3 separate regions of the Mus musculus genome follow, and regions 2 and 3 are each linked to region 1. The links are chromatin contacts, called in public HiChIP or PLAC-seq and promoter capture Hi-C maps. All regions are on one chromosome and are shown on one strand. Each heading gives the region's core, a stretch centred on a gene start, on an enhancer-like site or on the middle of the called end of the contact. The rest is flanking DNA. Distances are from core to core; before and after follow the strand shown.

Region 1 (2,598 bases), core at 55-2,554:
GATACTGTGAGACCTGAAGTATTTGAGGGGGCTTTGGGGACAAAACCTATTCTCAGACAAGTCACAAGTCAGAGCAAAGCTACTCTGAGCCTTGTAAATGATTGTCATAAATCCATAGGCAATTAGAAACCTAGGGACTGACAACTGGGAAAGGTATTTTTAAAAGCAACAATAAAATAAGTTACTGATTGCCAGCTCTGCCCATCATTTTGAGCCATGAAAAAAGAAGGCCAATCTTAGGCTTAAATTAATAGCCTAGCCTCTTGGTCCTGCTTGGCTGAGAGTGAGGGCTGGATTCAGTTCAGCCCTGAGAGGTGTTTCATAAATGGTCTGCTTCCTGATAGTCTTCTGGACACTTTAGTGTTAACAGTCTCATAAGGTTGTTTGGTACCAGCTCTGAGTGACTTGGAGCAGAAAAAATAGAGGTTTGATATTGCAGGAGGGTATGGGCCATTAATTTACATATCAAAGCCGGGACTATAGGAAATTTGTCATCACCTCAGGGATTGACCTACTGTGTTCGTTATTGTCCTCATTGCTGCGACTAGCTGCCTGATAAAAGCAGAAGGAAAGGGTTTATTGTGGCCTGTAGTTTGAAGTACAGTGTATCATGACAGGAAATGCAAGGCAGCAGGAGCTTGAGGGCAGCTGGTCCTATTGCATCCGCAGACAGGTCCCAGAGAGAGGAATGCTAGTCCGCCACTCACGTTCTCCTTTTTACTGACGGTCAGGACCCCAGCTTATCTGATCATGCTGCCTACACTTAGGGTCGGTCTTTCCACCTCCATTAACTCAATCTAGACACCCCCCTCACGGACATGCTCTTAGGTGAGCCTCTTAGGTGAGTCTAGATCCTATCCAGTTGTCAATCAAGGCAAACCATCAGACAGCCCCACCTAGATCCAGGTGGGAATGCTGCGTACTTAACTCACCTTCTCCAATCAACGTGAGAACGAAAGACAGCTGTGACTGTCACTTTTCACCTATCTAGCTTGCCTAGACCCCAAAGGTCAGAGCAGCATAACGCACAGAAAATACAAGCCATGACTGGACCAGCAATTTCCACCATCATTCCAGGCATCCAGATCATGGGGAACTCTACCCAGCTTCTGAGCCTTCTCTCAAGGCTACACCTCAGGGCCTCAAAGTTCACTGGACTGCTTCTCACCATTCCCACTGGCTCTTTTGACCCAGAGCTGTTCTGTGCTTTTTCAGGAAATGAACTGGATGAAAGTCCAGGGGCTGGAACTTCCTCCTTGGTGTGTTTGACAAGGACTGACGTACTCTAAGCCCTTTGAATCCCGGAAGTCCAGAACACACCCAACCTGATTGATTGCAGCGTCCAGCATGCTGGATCGAGCGTAGGTAAAAGAAAAAGCAGACAGCATTTCAACATGAGGGACCCACTGACGGACTGTTCGGTGAGTAGCCCAGTGCAGTGTGTGTGTGCCTGTGTGTACGAGGCTAGGGGAAAATTTATAGATTAGTGGTTTCTAAGCTGCAGAAATTGGAGGCATTCAGAAAGCAGGCGTGTTTAGATTTTGGCTGTGGAACAGAAGTCTGCGGTTTTTCTTTGGTTAAGCTTAAAATAGAGCCCTCTTGAAAATGTGACAGTCATAGCCGTCTTTAGTTCTCAAATTGATGGGGAAAGATTTGGGTGAGTCTATAGCATCCTACTTGGATCCAGACGGGGCTGTTTGAGAAGCAATATTAAAGCTTGCTTGATGAGGTGCCAACATAGTCAACATCGTGTGTAGAGTAGACAGGGAAGCTCACAGACCGTCTGCAATGCATTTGGGCTCAGAGATTGAGTCAGGGAAGGATTTGCCTCCCCTCCACACCCTTCAACCCATTCCTGCTTTTTAATCAAACAGCTTGAGAGTTGTGATCCCAAAAGCCCTCAGGACACAGAACAGACTCCCATTGTGTCAGCCTGGTAGCTGGTTCGCCAGCCTGCTTGCTCTGGTCCTGGGATCTTCCCTGCCCCCCTCCCAATACAATATTGATCAAAAGTCCAAAGACACACAGCACAGTCACTAATGTATTATTAGTGGCAGAGATTTGACCTAGGAGACAAGATGCAAAGGAAATAAAGGGAAGGGAAATTTGTTCCGAAACCAAAGTAATCAAGGATTTTCAATGTCTTACCCAAGCTGTAAAGCGAAAAACTTGGTGACCTCAGAAGCCAGGAATTGTAGCCATGGTTCATATATTTTATTGAAAGAAACAAACCAACCAACCAGCCTGTGGAAAAGCAAATAGGAGAAATCTGTGAGGAAGCCATGATCAGCAGAGGATGCAGCTTTCCTTGTTGTTTATTCAAAGGGCAAGGAAACCATGGGCTTAGGAGAGGTGGAATTCCAACTGCTATTGGACAAACCTAGTTCAAGAATCCTGAGGCTGAAGTGAGGCAAACATCTAAGAGATTAAGAAGATAGCGTAGCACCAGTTCCATTAAGCATTAAAAAGATATGCTTAATGAATACACAGATTCCAACACCACACTTGAATGACAATATTGAGTGAACCCCCACCTCACCCCTTACTTTGGCACACAGCCTCAATCTACTCGGCATTGGGTGGTTATGGGTAACCTTT
Region 2 (2,598 bases), core at 37-2,536, 240 kb after region 1:
CCCCACCCCCACCTCTACCCCACATGCCTAGACACTGAACCTTTCAGTTTTATCAACAGTACTGAGAGACCACGCCAAGTAGAGGGCAAGAATTCCCAACCATAGCATGCAAATCAGGCTCGACATTTCATTTTTTTTAAGTCCATTTGGGGAATTTTTAAAAACAGAGCGGCACTGAGTGAGATTATTGAGTAGAGCTTGCAAAAGGTGTAACCTTTTCTTTGGCCTTTCCCTTCAGTCCTCCAGGACCACCCAGGTGCCTGAGGCTCTCTCCACCTCTCAGAAATAATAGCCTGCTTATAAGGAGGATTAATTACCATAGCTGTCTTCATATGGATTTCAATCCATGAGGTTTTTCTCTGAGGCCACAAGTTTGTGCCTGTACTCTGTATTGAGCGTTATTAAAGGGGGAAAGTATATTTTGCATATATCAGGTACCCCAAATATTTTTCTGGATAAACTAGTCTTTTGTCGTTGTGGAGGAACTAGGAACCACACCTACCTAATTTAAAAAGCAGTAGCCCTGTCTAGACTCCGGTAGAGGGATGGGCTCTTTCATTTGCTTGCTCTGAGGAGGAAATAGTAACTACTCTTCAAGAAGGAACAGAGCAGAGGTGGAAGCAGAAGAATACAGCTTGAAATTAGAAGTAAAACTTCAGTGCACTGTTGGCTTGCCTGTACTATCATGAGTAGGAGAGGCTGGGGGGGGGGGGGAGTTGGCAAGCTGCAGGGAAGGTGGGTGGCATCTCATCCCCCACCCCTTACAGCTTCAGCTGGCACCAAGCAATGCCAGGTCTGCTGGAAGCAGCTCTGGAAAAGGCCAGCTGGAGGTGAGGGGGCAGTCCTTTCTCGTTTTCACTTCCAGAGACATTTTCTAGATGTTTTGTCATACCTTAAAACACAAATTAGGAAAAGAAACCACAAATCATTCCCAAACCATATTTGGTCATTTATTATGTTGATCTTCTTGCTCATAAAAATTGTTTGTTTGTTTGTTTGTTTGTTTGTTTGTTTTTCAGTGAAATGATCAGTTCCTTGCACCAGGAGATTTACAAAAGATACAAAATAATTTTTTTTTAAAAAAGCTTCTTAGTTACTTGATTTCAGCCTCCTCCTTTGGTCAAGATAGCATGAGTAGTTTTCTCTAGCTAGCCACACTTAATTTATAAAAAGCACTGACGATTCCTTTGGAAACCTGTGACCTACAATCTCCCCGCCCTCCATCCACGGAGGAGAGACTTAGTCACCACTTGGTGTTGCAATAGGTGTGACTCACTGAGAGAAGTGGAAGTCTTCACACATGCAGGTCTCAGAGCTCCGCAGACCGCAGGCACCTTGAGAGGATCAGCTTGACGGAGCTGCACTTCCTTCCCCTGGACCACAGCAGGAAGGTGACAATCTGCAGCAGCGGAGCAAGTCGCCCTCAGCTTCTGCACTGCGAGTCATCTTCAGCGAGGTAACCGATGACTGTCCGATCGTTTGTCCCTTCACTCATGTCCTTGATTTTCCGTGTTCCTATAGAACAAACCAAGTTGTCTTTCAGCTGAGGTCAACTGTGCTTCTTTAACAGTTTGAGAAGGATGGGAGCAAAGTCCATCTCATACAGAAATGATCTGGGCGGCCCAGGAACTTGACTGAAACTCTCCTAGGACAGGGCTCTGTGACTATCCTGTAGCATCCTGCAGTCACAACCAAATACCTCTCTGTCTCTCTCCCTCCCTCCCTCCCTCATCACTCAATTCCTATTTGGCATCTTCTGTGGCTTTGAAGACTAATGAGAAATTGGTGACCTCAGCTTTCCAAGAGTTGTGGACATGTTAAAGAGTGCCTGGGGGTGGACCCATAACCACCAAGTGCGGACTAATCTGTTTCTCCACCTACTTTCCCAGTATTATCAGTTTCTGTAAACACATGTAGATGAACACTAAACTAGAAAAGAAAAACAATGTTGGGGATGAAGAAAAGTATTTCTAAGGAGCATGCTGGCCCAGGGTTCTGAGCTGTCAGAAAGAAAAAAAAATCCACATTTTATGATAAAGTGACTTGATATTTCAGATGCTCATGCACACACTAGGGTTTCAGCTGGTGGGGGCAATAATTCTGTAAAGCCTTGTGACACTCTTGGCCCAAAGCTAGGGTCCGGGTTTTATATATCTTAGTGTCACCTGGCACATATTAAATGCTCTGAAATACCCTTGGCTAGATGAGGCATGATGTAAGAATGGAAAGTTCTTTCATTTTTTGTGCTGGATATTTTCACATTTGAAAATGGTGTCCAAGTTTTAGACTAAACCTTTATACAAGGAAAACTTGTTACTTCATACATTGCAAGAGACAAGACCCTTGTGACAAATGTCATATTCTCAAGGGATATAATTTAAAAACACTAACATTTTCCTCTGGAGCAAAGCTAACTGTGGTTAAAAGACAGTGAGAGATTTGAGTATGCTCACTGGAGTGATACACACATATACTCAATTCTAAACTTCCTTTGGGACCATACGTTATAATAGCATTCTGCATGAAATCCCTTCCAGCTAGCAGTTAGTATTTTGTGGTCATAGATTTAAGAGTGACTCCTAATGTGCCATTACCGTC
Region 3 (2,598 bases), core at 34-2,533, 230 kb before region 1:
AATGTGGGGTGGATTGTAACCCATAAGACCTTCCTCTAATGCTCTATAGCAGTGAGGATTTATAGTTTAAAGGTTCATAGCCTCCACCAACAGAACAGCTGTGACCCGTGCGGGGAATATGTCTATGCAAATCATAATAAATATATTCTCTTCATTTATACACAGTGTCAAAGTTATAATTTTCCAATGGATTGGTTATTTTCAATAATTAATTTTCAGGTAATTTCAAATTTACAGTTGTTGCTAAATGGACATAGAGTTGACAGATTCTGGGTTTCCTCATGGTTAATATTTTACTGTATTCATACTATGGTCTGTGCTCTCTCTGTAGCATATGCTTGTGATCTTGAACTCCTTATCTTTGCCTTGTGAGAGCAAGTTGCAAATCTATTGTCCAGTTACCTTGAATCACTTGACCGTGCACTTTGCCCAACAATAATGATCTCCAACATAACCAGTGAGAGCACTAAAACTTAGCAAACAAACTGCCATTCAATTCATAATATCGGCATTGTAAACTCAACAATAGGTCTTTTTTCCTTCTGTTTCAGGATCCTGTCCAGGTGTATACATTGCATATAATGCTCATGGCTCTTTGAACTCTTGATTAAAAACAGTTTCTCAGCTTCCCTTGTCTTTGGAACCCTTGACAGTTTTAAAGAGCACAGGGCTTTAATTATCCAGAGATAAGGTTCTTTCTAATGTTTCCTCGTGAGTCATCTTAGTTAACACAGTTTCAGGACTCAGAAAGAATGCTGTGTTCATCTGAAGACACTGTATCCGAGCTGGAAGATGCATGCATAGCATACCTGTCCACTATTGTGGATGTGAAACCTCGGTCGCCTGCACGACAACCTTACCCACAACCACCTGCAATGTCTTCTCTTTTGTAACAAGTTTGGATTTTGTATGAAGAGTTTTGAGAATTCTGCCAGCATCAGCTTCTTATCAAAACTCAATCCACCAGCCTCAGTGATGATTGCACCTGAATCAACTCCCGCTGGCGTGGTAGCCATTCTTCCTACGCTGGCTGGCGTTCTGTTAGAACTCAGGTGCTTCTCTTAGCCTTGCTCTCTTCCCTTTGAAGTTTTTTCCAGCTCTCTTAACTGTTGGGAATTTCAGGTATGATGTTCCTGATTCTAGATCTAAGCCCTCTGCAAAACCAGTTCCATTTAGCATGTGGAAAGCAGGGCCTGACTTGGACTGCTCGTCACTCTGCTGTCTGTGCTCACACAGTTGACAGGGAAGCTGTGTCTCTAAGCAGGAAGGTGCTTAGTCCTCTCACCCGCCCTTCTGTGGTGGACCCCGACCTGCTAGATTCCTACTGTGTTATGGGAAGAGAAGACAGCTTAGAACTGGAACCAACAGGAAAACCTTTCTCCACGAGTGGAGGATAGAGTTTGGAAAACATTGTTTTCCTGTCTACCTCAGAGTTGGAATAAGTTCATTAACTTTAGGCACATTAGCCTTTCCTTTGTAGGTGAGGAGGCAAAATCCAGATAAAATATCAGAGCTTCCTGGCTTGTAACACTGCGCCGAGTTAAAATTGACAAGGGAGAGAAACAGGCTGGGTTTCCTGTATGTGCAGACCGCCACATTTCTCCAGGCAGCTTCCTTTCTGTCCAGATAAGGCTTGAGTGGACACTTGCGATCCTGACTCTTAATTATGCACTCTGCTTTAAGCTTCCTGTTTCCATGGCACTGTTACTGCCTTTCTGAGATACCACAGTGGTCTATGATCAGATTTCCATCAAGGGTTTTTGTGATCAGAGGCCATTTTGCTCCTCTGGGCGACTTTCTGTGTCTGTAATCTTAGATCGATTTTGGCGTTTACTTTTGAGATGGTCATTTAAACATCAAACCACATTTTCTTTATTGCAGTTGCTGCTATGTACTCATACTAGGTTTAATAGAGTTCAGTCTAATTCACTCTTGGTTAAAAGTATTTCTTTTTTTTTGAGGCATGAAATCTATATTCTTCTTTGGCTTCATGAACTCTGCCAGCTTGACTGAATGTTCCCTTTATGGGATACAATTTAGATAATCTTTAATTTTTTTTAAAATTAAGAAAATTCCTATGTATGTATATATGTATATATGTTTGCCTGAGTTTATAGGAACCACATACCATGTCTGAAGAGGCCAGGGGGTGTTGAATCTTCTGGAATAGGCAAAACAGGTAAAACACCTGATGGGGGTGCTGAGAACTGAACCCAGAGATATTCATTCTATAAGAGTAGGAAACACTCTTACCTCTTAAGCTATCTCTTCCACCACACAGTTATATATTCTTAAATAGTTTCACCACAGGCCTGTGGGCTTGTCTGTGGGATGTTTTCTTGGTTGATTGATGTGCGAGGCCCCAGCTTACTCTGGGTAGTGCTTTCCACGAGGAGGTGAGCCTGGGCTTCATGGGAAATGTAGATGATCATGCCAGTAAACAGTAGTCATTCCTCCATTGTCAGTTCCTGCCTTCAGGTTCTTGCCTTGTGTTCCTGCCTTGGTTTCCCTAGAGATAGACTGAATCCTGCAAGGCAAGTCAACTTTGCCTCCCCAACTGGTTTTGGTCATGGTGTTTATCCCAGCAATAGCAAAGTA

What was found. Promoter capture Hi-C pulls out the DNA fragments that hold promoters and counts their contacts. HiChIP or PLAC-seq counts read pairs in DNA pulled down with a chosen protein or histone mark.
Region 2: an HNF4G HiChIP or PLAC-seq map of pancreatic cancer cells shows a contact between it and region 1. The contact joins the promoter of Dhrs9 here to the promoter of Nostrin in region 1. A contact is called at or near these places in 4 of 39 promoter capture datasets (embryonic stem cells, hippocampal neurons and stem cell-derived epiblast-like cells), 1 of 484 Hi-C or Micro-C datasets (bone marrow-derived macrophages), 1 of 115 datasets of contacts at active chromatin or transcription factors (pancreatic cancer cells) and 1 of 9 other capture datasets (embryonic stem cells).
Region 3: a promoter capture Hi-C map of liver shows a contact between it and region 1. The contact joins the enhancer-like site here to the promoter of Nostrin in region 1. A contact is called at or near these places in 4 of 39 promoter capture datasets (liver, maxillary cranial neural crest and pre-B cells), 2 of 484 Hi-C or Micro-C datasets (both in liver) and 1 of 115 datasets of contacts at active chromatin or transcription factors (microglia).

Annotation. Positions count from the first base shown.
Region 1 is chr2:69,134,496-69,137,093 of GRCm38.p6, forward strand. Nostrin (nitric oxide synthase trafficker) reads left to right here and starts at 1,305. Exons shown (of 16, transcript NM_181547.3): 1 at 1,305-1,421. The coding sequence starts at 1,395.
Region 2 is chr2:69,379,176-69,381,773 of GRCm38.p6, forward strand. Dhrs9 (dehydrogenase/reductase (SDR family) member 9) reads left to right here and starts at 1,287. Exons shown (of 5, transcript NM_175512.2): 1 at 1,287-1,456. Gm36393 (a long non-coding RNA gene) reads right to left here. Exons shown (of 6, transcript XR_003953850.1): 5 at 1,277-2,598.
Region 3 is chr2:68,899,583-68,902,180 of GRCm38.p6, forward strand. All of the region lies in intron 1 of Cers6 (ceramide synthase 6), which reads left to right. Among named protein-coding and RNA genes, the nearest start is that of Cers6, 39 kb to the left of the region's middle. Within about 2 kb of position 1,284, at least 46 of the 459 cell types and tissues checked have an H3K27ac peak or open chromatin away from gene starts, as enhancers often do. A contact at or near this core is called in liver, where this site is marked.